Regions from separate parts of the Mus musculus genome. Here region 2 is linked to region 1. A link is a contact called in public promoter capture Hi-C data. All regions are on one chromosome and are shown on one strand. The core of a region is the stretch at or near the end of the contact, and the rest is flanking DNA. Distances in the headings are between cores, read along the strand shown.

Region 1 (7,916 bases), core at 3,343-5,842:
GAACTCCCCAAGCCCCAGCCCAGTGTTGACTGAAGACGATAAAGAGGAAGAAGGCTCAGAGTGGTACGCAGGGTCAAGGTAGTTTGGGAGTGTGGCAGCAGAGGCTGCAGGCATGTATGTGACTTTCCACAGCTTGCCCACTCCACCAGGAGCATGCTGGGATCTGCAGAGGCATGGCTCCATGTGCTCCCTGGCTCCAAGAGGGCTTCATCTGGAAGAAGAGTCTCCCATCTGTTCCTTTATTCAAACTGTTCAGTGTGCAGAGTAACTAAGTAGCCTCCCAAGACCAGGCAGCAGGTTCTGTGGACCCTGAGTTGAATGAGAAGGTTCCGAGTGATCTGTTTGCAGCAGCCACTCCCGGCTGCTCCTTTACTGGTTCCTGGGGGCAGCAAGGGAAGGAGACATCTTCCCTGAGAAGAGCTTTAACACGATCACTCCTGACAAGGACCTCAGTGACCCATGACCTACCAGCGTCTATCAGTCTCAGGTAGGGTCCAGGCGTATTTGACACACCTGGCCTCACAGGGTGCTCCCAGGGAAAAAGGCTGCCAGAAAGCTCTAAGGGCCCCAGATGAAGCAGGTTCTCTGGCCACTTCCCTCCGCTAGGCTCTGTAGCAGAGAACAGGGCTTCAGATCTCCATCACTTAGCTCACCTTCCTGTGGAGAGCCACCTGCCTCCGAGCCCTTGCTGGAGAGTAGCATTCAGTGCTGGATCACTCGGCACTGACATCATGCCTCGTACTGAATTTGTGCTTTCCATTTTAAACATCACAGAAGTGGCTTATAAATGTGACTCCCCTGCTGCTACCAAAGCCAGAGGTCCCTGGGATGACCCCATGCCAGTAGGACTCCAGGCCTTTCTGGGCTGTGAGTCACTGGTCAGGTCTCATTAGGAGGGACAGCACTCCCATAACCCCTGTGATCAAGGAGAGGCCAGTGTCTGAGCTGGCCTAGACATTCACATAGCAATGGCGACCACCTGCCTCATCCAACACCCTCTGCTGCCCATCCACCATTCTTTGTGCTTCGCCAGTCTGCTGTGATCTCAGCCTATACAGAGGGTACCTCAGAACACAACGGGGAAGAACATATGACCCAGTCAGACATGACCCGCAGAAGGGGCCTGTGCCAACCCAGAGATCTGAGGAGGGTTCCAGGAGTGTGCCCCAAATCTCAGGGTCTGTCTGTGATGGTGGAGAATGGAGTCATTGCCTGAGGCTGGAAGGTCTCACTAGCCTAGAACTCTGAGAAGGCTCTGAAAGTCTCCCTTCCCACCCTAGCTGATCTTAGGTCTCTTCCCTCTCTCCACGCACTCCTCTCAGTCCCAGAGAGGCTGCACTGCTTGAACTTGCCTAAGCTTCTCTTTTGTAAATCCCCAGGAGCGTTGGAGTTCATCTCCTGGCTCCAGTCTCTCCTCTTGAATTTTGTTGGTTTCCAGGTGTCGTCATCTTGGCCCTTCCTTATCGTAAGTCCTTGCCTCCTGCCCCCCAGACACCACTGACCTGACTTTCACTGTTACCGCAGAAGATCCACAGTCCCCATGGGCTTGACCCAGCTCTCCAAAGCTCACTGAATGGTACACTTAAACTCTGTAAATGTCATCATATGTAGATTTTACCTAAAATAACCTACAGTAAATACTGAATCCTACTTAACGGTGATACGCCTGCTGCAGTGGTCGGTGTGAAGTCCACTGTATCTGCACCACACTTTGAAAACCAACAAAGAAATTAGATGAATGGACAGATGACCAGACAGAGGGATGGACAGGAAGACAGAAGGACAGAGATATGATAAAGTTATGAGAAAACCATGCACGGTGGTGTATGTCTTTAATCCCAGCACTGGGAGGCAGAGGTAGGCAGATATCAGCCTGGTCTACAGAGTGGTTCCAGGACAGTCAGGACTACATAGTGAGATCCTGACTCAAATAGCCAAAAAGCCAAGCCAAGCCAAGCCAAGCCAAACCAAACCAAACCAAACCAAACCAAACCAAACCAAACCAAACCAGACAAAACCAACAAAACAACCTCCCACCCCCCCAACAAAACCCCAGGAGAGTCACAGGCTAATTAAAGATTCAGGTAACAGATCTGAGAGTTTTCCTTATACAATTCTTTCAACTTTCCTGTGGGTTTATATTTTCCCATGATGCAGTATTGAGAAGGACACGCTACTGTCACAGAGCTGAGCTCCTCCACTGCTCTCCTAGTGTCTTTTAGTTGGATTGTAGGGTTTGCTTGTATATTCTGGATATATCAACTACTTACTAGGTATAAGTCTGGCAATTATTTTCTCTCAAACATCTTTTCCTTTTTTTTTTTTTTAAAGATTTATTTATTTATTATATGTAAAGTACATTGTAGCTGTCTTCAGACACTCCAGAAGAGGGCATCAGATCTCGTTACAGATGGTTGTGAGCCGCCATGTGGTTGCTGGGAATTGAAATCAGGACCTTCGGAAGAGCAGTCTTAACCACTGACCCATCTCTCCAGCCTTCTCTCAAACATCTTAAATTTTCATCCAGTCTGATCTGTCTTTCTCTCTATTGACTGTGCCTTTGGTGTCTAAGATAAGAAACCACAGGCAAGTCCAAAGTTGGAAGGGCTTGTCCTGTATTTCTTCTTAAGAGCTTTCCAGCGTCACCTTGTATATGTAAGTGTCTCGCTCACTCTGGGTTAAGGGTTATGTATGGCTGCTGTAAGGGTCCAGCTTTATTCTACTGCTTGTGGAGACCCAACCTTCCCAGCATCATTTGGCTTTCTCCATTCAAAGTTCTTGTACTTCTTGACAAAGATCATTTTATCTTGAGCTTGGAGTGTAACTAATTAGCAAAATACTTAGTATCTACTACCTAGGCCCTGGGTTGAATCCCAGAAACACACACACACACACACACACACACACACACACACACACACAGAGAGACAGAGGCAGACAGACAGACAGACATAATAATCATGTAAATGTATATGTGAAATTTGGGAGATTTGGGGGTTTTGTTGTTGTTCTGATTTTGTTTTTTCTTTTCCTTTCTTTCTTTCCTTTCCTTTCCTTTTCTCTTTTTACATAGGGTTTCTCTCTGTGGTAGCGCTGGCTGTCCTGGCACTAACTTTGTAGACCAGGCTGGTCTTGAACTGAGAAATCTGCTTGCCTCTGCCTGGAGACTGGTGGGATTAAAGATGAGCATCCTGTGCCTAGCTTGATTTTGTGTTTATTTACCTTTTTGAGTCAGGATCTCACTTTTTCTTGTTTGAAATTTTTTTTATTTACTCTTATGTGTGTGTGCACATGCACAGTACTTGTGGAGAGCAGAAGAGGGCATCGAATCTCCAGGAGCTGGAGTTACAGGCAGCTATGCCACCCGATCCCAGTACTGAGAACTGAACCCTGGTCCTCTGGAAGAGCAGCAAGTGCTCTTAACCACAAAGCCATCACTCCAGTCCCCTCCAACTTGGTTGTGTGTGTGTGTGGTTTTTTTTTTTTTTTTTTTTTTTTTTTTTTTTTTTTTTTTTTGGCAAGTTTGCTCTGACTACTTGAGGGTCTGTGTGTGCCTGTGTGGGCATGTATCACAGCTTTTGCAAGAACCAGTTTTCTTCTACCCTGTAGGTCCTGGGAGTTGAACTCGGTCCATCAGGTTTGGCAGCAAGTAACTTTACCCACTGAGCCATCTCATCCCCCCTTTTCTTGGCCGTCTTTACTCCACTGTCTCTGTCCTGTTTCACTTGGCTTTACATATAACAATATACGATTTAGGGCTGGTGAGATGGCTCAGTGGGTAAGAGCACCCGACTGCTCTTCCGAAGGTCGGAAGTTCAAATCCCAGCAACCACATGGTGGCTCACAACCACCCGTAATGAGATCCGATGCCCTCTTCTGGTGCGTCTGAAGACAGCTACAGTGTACTTTACATATAATAAATAAATAAATAAATAAATCTTTAAAAAAAAACAATATATGATTTAGTGGTGAGCTGCATTGTTCTGCTCTGGATCCTTCCCATTCCTGTTTGGTTGATGCCTAGGCTCTTCAGTGCCAGCACTCCATGCCTGATGGCCTCAGCCACAAAACAGCCCATGCAACAGCACTCTTGTCTCTCCCGTGTCTCTGCTCTCCATCCTACAGATACAGTTAAGGTCGGCCCTGTCTCCAGAAAACAGGCAGCCTGGGGCCGCGTTCTAACACCAGGGCTGGCTGCCTAAGAGCTCCTAGAAGCTTGGAGGACTTTCCCCTGTTGACTGAATGGTTTTGCTGTTGCTGTTATTTTTTAATCAGGGGGGCTTCTATAAGGCAAATGGCCTAAGGACTAGGCACATGGTGGCTAAGATCCCTTTCCTGCCCCAGCCTGCCTGGAGGTCCACTTCCACTTTATTTAGGGTTAGAGGGAAGCACTGTAGTCATCTCCTCCTGGAGGAGGCCTCATCCCATGCCTTTAGGACACCTGTGCCTCATTTGAATCTGGCCCAAACAGCAGTGTGGCCTGGATGGGGCAGAGGAAAGGGGACAGGCTGCTGGCTAGGGCTGAGGACTCTGTGCTGCTCATAGCTCCACCCCCAGGCCATCTGGTGTCCTGGCCTTTGCTGGAAGCAGTGGGATGCAGACATTAAAGGGAGAGGCTTAGACCATTACATTGGCTCCCTTCCTTCTTTGCACAACCCACCTTCGGTAAGCATCCAAGCCCAGGGCTTGTCATGAGGTTAAGGATGGGGGCAGTAAGTTAGACCTGCCTGCCTGCCTCTGCCTCTGCCTCTGCCTCTGCCTCTCTGCCTCTGCCTCTCTGCCTCTGCCTCTCTGCCTCTGCCTCTGCCTCTGCCTCTGCCTCTGCCTCTGCCTCTGCCTCTGCCTCTGCCTCTCTGCCTCTCTGCCTCTCTGCCTCTCTGCCTCTCTGCCTCTCTGCCTCTCTGCCTCTCTGCCTCTCTGCCTCTCTGCCTCTCTGCCTCTCTGCCTCTCTGCCTCTCTGCCTCTCTGCCTCTCTGCCTCTCTGCCTCTCTGCCTCTCTGCCTCTCTGCCTCTCTGCCTCTCTGCCTCTCTGCCTCTCTGCCTCTCTGCCTCTCTGCCTCTCTCTCTGCCTCTCTGCCTCTCTCTCTGCCTCTCCTGCCTCTCTGCCTCTCTGCCTCTCTGCCTCTCTCTCTGCCTCTCTGCCTCTCTGCCTCTCTCTCTGCCTCTCTGCCTCTCTCTCTGCCTCTCTGCCTCTCTCTCTGCCTCTCTGCCTCTCTCTCTGCCTCTCTGCCTCTCTCTCTGCCTCTCTGCCTCTCTCTCTGCCTCTCTGCCTCTCTCTCTGCCTCTCTGCCTCTCTCTCTGCCTCTCTGCCTCTCTCTCTGCCTCTCTGCCTCTCTGCCTCTCTCCCTCTCTGCCTCTCTCCCTCTCTGCCTCTCTCCCTCTCTGCCTCTCTCCCTCTCTGCCTCCCTCTCTGCCTCTCTGCCTCTCTGCCTCTCTGCCTCTCTGCCTCTCTGCCTCTCTGCCTCTCTGCCTCTCTGCCTCTCTGCCTCTCTGCCTCTCTGCCTCTCTGCCTCTCTGCCTCTCTGCCTCTCTGCCTCTCTGCCTCTCTCTCTGCCTCTCTGCCTCTCTCTCTGCCTCTCTCTCTGCCTCTCTCTCTGCCTCTCTCTCTGCCTCTCTCTCTGCCTCTCTCTCTGCCTCTCTGCCTCTCTGCCTCTCTGCCTCTCTGCCTCTCTGCCTCTCTGCCTCTCTGCCTCTCTGCCTCTCTGCCTCTCTGCCTCTCTGCCTCTCTGCCTCTCTGCCTCTGCCTCTGCCTCTGCCTCAGCAACGGCTAAGCCTGGAGTAGATAAGGTCCTGACCATACTCTTTCCTCTAGTGTTTTATTTACATTTTCAAACAGTTTTCTTTGTTTACTCTGTGTGTGTGTGTGTCTGTGTGTATGTGTGTCTGTCTATGTGTCTGTGTGTGTGTGTGTGTGTGTGTGTGTGTGTATGCATGTGTCTGTGTGTATGTGTATATGTGTGTGTCTGTCTATGTGTGTCTGTATGTGTCTGTGTGTGTCTTTATGTGTGTCTGTGTGTCTGTCTGTGTCTGTGTGTTTGTCTGTCTCTCTGTGTGTATGTGTGTGTGTATGTATGTGTGTCTGTATGTGTATCTGTCTGTGTGTCTGTCTGTGTGTCTGTCTGTATGTCTGTGTCTGTATTTGTGTCTGTCTGTGTGTGTTTGTGTGTGTCTGTGTGTGTTTATGTGTGTTTATGTGTGTCTATGTGTGTGTCTGTCTCTGTGGTGTCTTTGTGTGTGTGTTGTCATGGCTTGTGTTTGGAGATCAAAGAACAATTTCTGCCCTTCCTCCATGCAGCTCCTGGGGGCTGAACTCAAGTTGTCAGGCTTGGCATCAAGTGGCTTTACCTGCTGAGCCATCTCATCAGCCTGGTAATTTTCTCAAGTGGAGTTTGAAGTGAATCTATCTCTGGGCCAGCCAGGGTAAAACAGAGAAACCCTGTCTGGGTTTGGGCTAGCAGCCCTCACACCCCTGGTAGGAGAAGAACAGAGGAGGAGGAAGAGGAGGAGAAGGAGGAGAAGAAGGAGGAGGAGGAGAAGAAGGAAAAGGAGAAGGAGAAGGAGAAGGAGAAGGAGAAGGAGAAGGAGAAGGAGAAGAAGGAGAAGAAGAAGAAGAAGAAGAAGAAGAAGAAGAAGAAGAAGAAGAGAAAGAAAGAGAGAAGAGAAGACAAGGAGAAGCACTTCCCCATTTCCCATCCCCGGCTCTGAATGTTAGCGTCTCTGGCCTCTGGTTGCCAATGTGATATCAGAGCAAGGGTTTCTTATGTGTGGTAAAAACAGAACTGATGCCAAAATGAAACCCTCTACATGGTCTTTTGGCAGAGTTCCTAACAGGTGAAATCTTTGTAATTTAAAAAAAATTTTTTTCAAGACAGGGTTTCTCTGTGTAGCCCTGGCTGTCCTGGAACTCACTATGTAGACCAGGCTGGTCTCGAACTCAGAAATCTGCCTGCCTCTGCCTCCCGAGTGCTGGGATTAAAGGCTTCGCCACCACGCCCCGCTGAAGGTTTTTTTTTTTTTTAATTTTTTTTTTATTTTTTTTCATTTATTTATTTACTATATGTAAGTACACTGTAGCTGTCTTCAGATACCCCAGAAGAGGGCATCAGATCTCATTATGGATGGTTGTGAGCCACCATGTGGTTGCTGGGATTTGAACTCAGGACCTTTGGAAGAGCAGTCAGTACTCTTACTCACTAAGCCATCTCACCAGCCCTGAAGGTTTATTTTTATTTCACATTTTTTCCTTGTAAGCACTTCAGTGCACCATGTATACGCAATACCCATGAAGGCCAGAAGAGGGCATCAGATTTCCTAGGAACTGGAATTATAGATGGTTGTGAGCTGCCTTGTGGGTACTTGGAACAACCCAGGCCCTCTGCTCTTGTGTCAAGCAGAAGTACTCTTAACTGTTAAGCCATCTCTCCAACCCTCAGGTGAAATTCTTTACCTGCCCTGAACTGAAAAAAAAAAAATCCAAAAAGACTTGACCTTTTTCCAGAGGAGTGACTAGCCTAGACTGAGTTAGAGGTATGCAAACGAGTGGTTTTCCAGGAAAGATGAAACAGATGGGCGAGCAAAGCCTGCAGAGTTGTCTCCTCTTCACATCAAGGTATGACCCAGGAGGTGGCTCTGCTTTCAGCATGTGACAGAGGACAATGACACCAATGTGACCATTGTGCTTTGCCGCTCCTCAGGAAACTGTGCCAAGGTTAAGCTTTCCTTGACAGGAATACCCCTGAAATCCAGCTCCAAGAAAGCAAAGATCTCATCTGGAGGCCCCAGCAGAATAGACCGTCGCTGGGCATGGGCCTGTGGAACAGAGTAAGACAGCATTTTTCCAGTGGGGAGTTGCGGACTGGCAGCTCCACCCATGCTCTGTAGAAGCAAGCCTGGGAGAGGCTGCCAACTTTCATCAC
Region 2 (7,916 bases), core at 2,572-5,071, 210 kb after region 1:
TCAGGTGCTCTGATGTTGGGGCTTCTCCTGTAAAGGAGAAGTTAAAGTCTTTAACATAAATTCAAAAAGAAATAAAAATTAAAAAAAGAAAGAAAGAAATTCAGGTTTCCCGTACTCAGTGTCCAGGACAGACACTGTTGGCATTCACAGATTTAGTCCCCTGTAAAGCTAGGTACAGGCAGGCAGTCCTCTACCTGACCTGTTGCTCCCTTGTCTCTTGCACTGCACTCAGTAAGCTATGGACTGGGAGTCCAGTTCAGTTGCTTGCCTAGCACCAGGGAGGGAGGGAGGGAGGATGAATGGATGGGTGGATAATATATATCAGCACCATCATAGCAAAAAAGGCTGCCTCTGGATTCCTTGCTTAATCTTCCAGAGTTTGTCTGACCTCTTCTCTCTGCGTGCAAAAGGGGCACAAGTTTAATAGACACAGTAGTTCTAGGGTATTCATTATAAGTTTGAGATGCACTATTCTCAATTGTGGGCCAAGTATGGGTTGCTATAAGTCTTTTTTTTTTTTTTTTCTGGTTTTTTAAGACAGGGTTTTTCTGTGTAGTCCTAGCTGTCCTGGAACTCACTTTGTAGACCAGGCTGGCCTCGAACTCAGAAATGTGCCTGCCTCTGCCTCCCGAGTGCTGAGATTAAAGGCGTGTGCCACCACCGCCTGGTTGGTATAAAGTCTCTTAAACCAGGAGTAGTGGCACTATCTGTAGTCTCAGCTGATGCTCTGCATAAGAGTCATGTTGGGACTGGTGAAATGGCTCAGTGGTTAAGAGCACTGACTGCTCTTCCGAAGGTCCTGAGTTCAAATCCCAGCAACCACATGGTGGCTCACAACCATCTGTAATGAGATCTGACACCCTCTTCTGGTGTGTCTGAAGACAGCTACAGTGTACTTACATATAATAATAAATACATTAAAAACAAAAAAAGAACCGGAAAAAAAAAGCAATGTATTTAAAAAAAAAAAAAGTCATGCTGACTGTGGTAGCATGTGCCTTTAATCCCAGCACTCTTGAGTTCCAGGCCAGCCTGGTTTATAGAGGAAGTTCCAGGATAGTGAGGGCTACACAGAGAAACTCTGTTTAGCAAAACAAAACAGGGCTGGAGAAATGGCTCAGTGGTTAAGAGCACGGTCTGCTCTTCCAGAGGTCCTGAGTTCAAATCCGGGCAATCACATGGTGGCTTAGAGCATTGGTAATGGGATCTGATGCCTTCTTATGATTTGTCTGAAGATGGCTACAGTGTATATGTATAAATAAAATAAATCTTTTTTAAAAAAGAAAGAAAAAGAAAACAGAAAAGGACAAGAATTAGCTGAAAACACTTTTTTCTCTTTTCTTGTTTTCTTTTCTCTTCTTTTTTTTTTTTTCTTTTCTTTTCAACTAGGAGCCGGTAAAACCTGAAGAAGGCAGAGATATGGCAAACAGGATTGGCGCTTTTGGGTACATGGAGTGTTCAGCAAAGACCAAAGATGGAGTGAGAGAGGTTTTTGAGATGGCCACGAGAGCTGCTCTGCAAGCTAGACGTGGGAAGAAAAAGTCTGGGTGCCTCATCTTGTGAAGCCTTGTGAACGCAGCCTCATGCGGTTAATTTGAAGTGCTGTTTATTAATCTTAGTGTATGATTACTGGCCTTTTCATTTATCTATAATTTACCTAAGATTACAAATCAGAAGTCATCTTGCTACCAGTATTTAGAAGCCAACCACGATTATTAATAATGTCCAACCTGTCTGACCAGCCAGGGTCCTTCTGACACTGCTCTAACAGCCCTCTCTGCACTCCACCTGACACCAGGCGCTAATTCAAAGAATTTCTTAACTTCTTGCTTCTTTCTAGAAAGAGAAACAGTTGGTAACTTTTGTGAATTAGGCTGTAACTACTTTATAACTAACATGTCCTGCCTACTTTCTGTCAACTGCAAGAACTCTGGTGAGTCACTACTTCAGAGCTTTCCTTGTTAACAGACTCCATTGCCAGAGCTCTGGGGTGGGTATTCAGTTTTTTGAAATCTTGCTCAGCCAGAAAGGCCCAAGTCCACGCAGCTGTTGCAGAGTTACAGTTCTGTGGTCTCATGTTAGTTACCTTATAGTTACTGTGTAATTAGTGCCACTTAATGTATGTTACCAAAAAATAAATATATCTACCCCAGACTAGATGTAGTATTTTTTGTATAATTGGATTTCCTAATACTGATATTTGTCATTCCCACAGAAAGTGTATTGCTTCTTTTCTTTTTCTTTCTTTCTTTCTTTTTTTCTTTTTTTTTTTTTTTTTTAAGAAAGTGTATTTGGAAATAAAGTCAGATGGAAGAATTCATTTTTAAAATTCCCATTTTGTCACTTTCTCTGATAAAATATGGCCATATCCCTTATTCAGCCCTATATATCATTCTAGTACCCCTTTCCAGACTGGACTAAGTAGGAATTTGGTTTCCCGCCTGAGGCAGTTATACTTTGGAGGTGGCATAGCCTTTCTCACCTGGACTGCAGGGTCTGGCTCTAAGTCACAGTGCTCCTTTCTCCACACTGTATCCAAGTTGCCTCCCAGAGGAGCCACCAGTTCTTATGGGTGGCAGTGGGTGGGGGTGGGGGGGTCTCTTCTCTCCAGCTGACTAAACATTTTTCTGTACCAGTTAATTTTTCCAACTAATAGAATAAAGGCAGTTTTCTAAATTTCCTGTATTCTCTTGTGTGTTGCTTTCGCCGGAAAGACTCCCCTGGAGAGGCTTCTTGAATGGCACCAGCTCCTCCTACTCCCTCCCTCTTCTAGACTAACCTTTTGTCTCCTCCCAAGAACATGGAAGTGGTTTCCCTGTGACACGTTCAAATCTAAAAAGTGGAGTGGAAGCCGGGTGTGGTGGCGCAGGCCTTTCATCCCAGCACTCGGGAGGCAGAGGCAGGTGGATTTCTGAGTTCGAGGCCAGCCTGGTCTACAATGTGAGTTCCAGGACAGCCAGGGATATACAGAGAAACCCTGTCTAAAAAAGACAAAAAAAAAAAAAAAAAAAAAAAGTGGAGTGGAATGTCATAGAGGGGACATGAGGGGCTGGGTTTTCTGGACTAAGACCAAACTGCACTGGGGGCAGGAATCTAGGACCACTAGAAGCACGTGTTCTGAGAGGAGCTAGGTTAGAGTCTGGAGCAGGGAGTCCTGCACTGCTGTCCACCCTTACAAAAACAACCAAAAGAAATTGCCTTTGATAGCGCTGTTAGTGCTACTAAAAAAAAGTCAGGCATGGGTGGTACAAGCCTTTAGTACCAGCACTCGGGATGAAAGCAAAGAGACAGGTAAATCTCTTGAGTTCTAGGCCTGCCTGGGCTACTGAACAAGCCTTAGTACAGCCAAGACTGCATACAGAAACACTGATGAGATGGAGACACCCCCCAAGACAAAACAAAACGAAAACATGCACTTGGAGTTCCAGGCGAGCCAGGGCTCTGTAGAGACCTTGTCTCAGAAACAAAACACTGGCCACCTGATGCGACGCAGCTCCTCTTGAGTTCAATTCCCAAATTATCACCGAGTGGAAGGAGAGAACCAACTCTGACCTCAACATGCATGCTCCTTCGATTTAATTAAACAATAAGTGTAATTAAACTTATGTTTTTAAAACCCTATAACCTTATGACTAGAAACGTGTGGGTAAAGTTACACAATATAAGGGAGCTGTGCGTGAGCTGCTTTAGCCGTTGTTATTGCCAGAGGCCATCTTCCTAGGCGGGACTCTAGACTAATTAAGAAACGGTTGAGTAAGACAGAGCTGGAAGATCCCCGCCTAAGCAAGCAGCTTCCTTCCAGACTAGTGCTACAGGAGCTAGACCAGACCCGCCCTAGGCACCTCCAGGCGCTTTAGCCCGGCCGCACCCTCTTCCCTGTTCCTCGATGGGGGGAGGGTAGAGGCCGGATAAGGCGGGACCCTGAGACTTAGAGCTGGCTGCCAGCCGGAAAGAAAGCGATGCCACGTGATCTCAGCACCATCCAGTTAAAAGGAGGTGCAGGGCCCTGTGAGCGCTAGTACGGATTCCACGTTTGAGTCCCAACATCTCCAGTATGTGTGCTGCTCGGCTCTCCGCGGCGGCACAGTCCACCGTGTATGCCTTCTCCGCGCGCCCGCTGACGGGCGGGGAGCCTGTGAGCCTGGGCTCCCTGCGGGGCAAGGTGCTGCTCATTGAGAATGTCGCGTCTCTCTGAGGCACCACGATCCGGGACTACACCGAGATGAACGATCTGCAGAAGCGTCTGGGACCTCGTGGACTGGTGGTGCTCGGTTTCCCGTGCAATCAGTTCGGACACCAGGTATATGGGGCGAGATGGGTGGCCTTGGGCTCTAGGCTCCCACGGGCGGGACACCGCTTACTTTCTCCTCTGGTACTACAGCTGGAATGCAGGCCTATCCTCGGTTATACAAGGAGGGCAACTTCCTGGTGACTCATCGGGAAACCTCTGTTTTGCAGTTAAAAAGCACATTCTTTCCGAAATCCTAGCACATAAATAAATGCCTTTGTCTTCCCTAGGAGAATGGCAAGAATGAAGAGATTCTGAATTCCCTCAAGTACGTCCGACCTGGTGGCGGGTTCGAGCCCAATTTTACATTGTTTGAGAAGTGCGAAGTGAATGGTGAGAAGGCTCACCCGCTCTTTACCTTCCTGCGGAATGCCTTGCCAACACCCAGTGACGACCCCACTGCGCTCATGACCGACCCCAAGTACATCATTTGGTCTCCGGTGTGCCGCAACGACATTGCCTGGAACTTTGAGAAGTTCCTGGTGGGCCCCGACGGTGTTCCCGTGCGCAGGTACAGCCGCCGCTTTCGTACCATCGACATCGAACCTGACATAGAAACCCTGCTGTCCCAGCAGTCTGGCAACTCCTAAGGCGGCCCTGGCATTGGCTTGGTGATTACTGGCTGCACTCTGGGGGGCGGTTCTTCCATGATGGTGTTTCCTCTAAATTTGCACGGAGAAACACCTGATTTCCAGGAAAATCCCCTCAGATGGGCGCTGGTCCCATCCATTCCCGATGCCTTTCCACCTAATGAAAGGTGGTTTCACTACTAAGAATAAAGTGCTGAATATCAGAATTGTTTGTGTGTCCTGTGTCATTGTCACCTTTTGGATAGCCTCATAGTCAGGGATAAGGAACTCAATCCCAGAGCCTAAACGTCCCTTTCCCCGCCCCTTATGCTTTTCTTTCTCCCTGTCCCAGGACATGGTTAAGGTCAGTCTTGAGTCGCCGTTACAGCAGAGGCCATACTCCAGAAGGAGGAAGCCAGTAGACAAGGGCAGACTGCCTAACGGTTAAGGCCACCCTAACCCCAAACGTGAACTTCTCCTTTCTGAGTTTTTGGTGGATGAGGAAGTGACTGTGTGCCCCTGTTCACACAAGACTCTAGAAATCTAGATCTTTGCCCACAGAAGTCTGTTTTGCACAGCTGCAACAGCCTTGCACAGTGTTACCAGCTTCTCTTTGCTGCATGAACCCACACTGCTACTCAGTGCCTTAATTTATGCTGGGTGTTGTGAGATTCCGACGGAAAAGGTGGAAGGCAGGTGTAGAGTGTGTGGCAGGAGGGGTGGGGGGTGTGTGTCCTGAGACCAGCCTGGGCCTACTTGAGGCAGAAAAAATGATTGTCAAACCTTGCAAGTTTACACATTTGGGCCTAGAATAGGACATATCTTAAAACATACATATCTTAAAGGCCAACAGCTACTGCTTGGGCCCCACCCTTTAAATATCTCAAGACACACCTGGAGCTGTTTCTTATCATAACCTCCCAGACACTCTGCAGTAACTAGGTTCAGTTGTTTTCTTAGGAACATGAATCCAGAGACTTGTGGGTAGTATGAAGCAATCTAGAGTGGTCTACAGGCTATTGCCATCCTGGTATGTGTGCCTAATTGGTGACTTTAAGGGCCTCTTACTCCTGAACCAACTCAGAAACATATCCCGTGGTTCTAAACAAGCGGTTATGTGTGCATGCAGTTAGGTGGGGAGGAAATATACCGCGTTACAGATGCCATGTAATGCTTTTACCGCTGAACCATGTCCATAGCCCTTGGTTGTTTTAAGACTGTAGCTCAAGGTGACCCCCAGCTCCCAGCAATTCTGGCTCTGTCTCTTGATTGCTATGATGACTGTCATCATGCTGGCCAGCCTGTAATAACATCCTCCTATCTCCACCAATTGCTGGGATTACAGGTGAGAGCCACTATGTCCCCTGTTAGTTTACTTTTGCTTCTTTCGGAGATCAGGTCTGTCCTCAGACTCCTGATCCACCTGCCTGCCCACTGCCTAAGTGCTGGAAATATGGATATGGACAACCAAGTATACACAAAAATATACACATTTGTTTTTCCTTTTTTTGACAGAGTTTTCTTATGTAGCCCTGGCTGGCCAAGAATTCATTGTATAGATCATTGTATAGTCTGGCCTTGAACTCACAGATCTGCCTTCCTCCACCTCTGCCTCCTGAGTGCAGAGATTAAGGGAAACTTTTTCAAAGCAATGTTTTAACATGTTCTAATGTCTTTAATATGTTTAATATGTTTTTAACTGCTGTTCTAGAAACCCTTTAAAGCTACTTACCTGAGAAGTCTGCACTTAGTGGCCTCTCAGTGTGCTGAACCAGTATGGTTAGGGGTGGGAGGGAACCCAGGACCTTGCAGACTTCAGCCTCTTTCCCTCTGGCTGTGTGGTGACTCACCCTCCCTCACCCACCATTTTTCCCTATTAGTTAAGGCCTTGGGCTGCAGGGAATGGGAAGTTCTAAGCCTGAACACAGCTGAAGGGGTGGGGAGCATTCCTCCTCAGACTGCAGGCAGGAGCCTCACTCACAGGAAACTTTTCCAATCCTGTCTTCAGACACAGAATTATGCCCATTTCCAGTTCAGTACTTTCCCAAGATTTCAAACCAACCAACAGAGAGAGACAGAAAGAGAGAGAGAGAGAGAGAGAGAGAGAGAGAGAGAGAGAGAGAGGAAATAAATAAAATTCACAGAAACAGTCACCTTTGTAACTGCTTCTGGCTTTGCCCTGTGCCCACCTCCTGACTCAGCAGTCCAAACAAATGAAACTGGAATCCCATTATCCCATTGAGCTCTTGGAGGGCCTGGCCTCTGGTCGACATGACTGTAGGGTACTGTTTGTTTGCTTTGGGAACTTGCATTAGGTCATAGACCTTCTGAGAAGCCAATGTGCCCTGTGGTTACTTAACTAGGTTCAAAAACCTCCATTTTAGCAATTCTAGCAAAAGTGCTGTTTCTGTTTATTTGTCAAAATGACTGTCAAATGAGGTCAGATGCTCTGGTACGATTAACCTTTGATCAAATTGCTTCATCCCTCCTAATGGAGTTCCCCAAACAACAATTTATCACTTTGGTAAAAATTAGCTTCCTCGTTTTTTTGTTAGTTCTGAGGACATGCCCTACTTCCTTAAAACTACCATAAATGGTGTAGATGAAACAACTAAAAAAAGAAAAGGAAGCTGCCGCCCTCTGATGTAGGCTCTGAGTTAATGCTGGCAACGGCTTTCTTCTTCCATAAAAACAAGATTAATGGTAATGGTTTGTAATTCATAATGTTTTTAAAGGCTTTCATTCTGTAGTACCAAAGATGGAGCCCAGTACTTTAGGCATATGGGGCAAGTACTCTGCCACAGACCTAAATCACAGGCTTGTTTTATGTTTTTACTCTTTTTGTTTTTGTTCTTTTAAAAAAAGGTCTCATTCTGTAGCAATGGCTAGCCTTAATGTAGCTCAGGATGGATTTGAACTGTCAGTTCCTCTGCCTAGCTTTCCAGGTAACTGGCATTGCGGGCACTGACTAGCACATTACCACACTCAGATTCATCTTACTCCTCTGTGTGTGTGTGTGTGTGTGTGTGTGTGTGTGTGTGTGTGTGAGAGAGAGAGAG

Evidence for each region. Promoter capture Hi-C pulls out the DNA fragments that hold promoters and counts their contacts.
Region 2: a promoter capture Hi-C map of embryonic stem cells shows a contact between it and region 1, with 3 times the contacts expected there. The contact joins the promoter of Gpx1 here to the promoter of 4930447F24Rik in region 1. A contact is called at or near these places in 10 of 39 promoter capture datasets (the 3T3-L1 cell line, cranial neural crest, embryonic stem cells and 6 more), 1 of 484 Hi-C or Micro-C datasets (the G1E-ER4 cell line), 5 of 115 datasets of contacts at active chromatin or transcription factors (bone marrow-derived dendritic cells, fetal liver, memory CD8 T cells and 2 more) and 1 of 9 other capture datasets (adipose tissue).

The regions. Positions count from the first base shown.
Region 1 is chr9:108,129,126-108,137,041 of GRCm38.p6, forward strand. 4930447F24Rik (RIKEN cDNA 4930447F24 gene) reads left to right here and starts at 4,593. Exons shown (of 3, transcript NR_126078.1): 1 at 4,593-4,665. All of the region lies in intron 2 of Bsn (bassoon), which reads right to left.
Region 2 is chr9:108,335,259-108,343,174 of GRCm38.p6, forward strand. Gpx1 (glutathione peroxidase 1) reads left to right here and starts at 3,822. Exons shown (of 2, transcript NM_008160.6): 1 at 3,822-4,300; 2 at 4,519-5,084. The coding sequence starts at 4,055. The coding sequence ends at 4,878. Rhoa (ras homolog family member A) reads left to right here. Exons shown (of 6, transcript NM_016802.5): 6 at 1,390-2,685. The coding sequence ends at 1,563.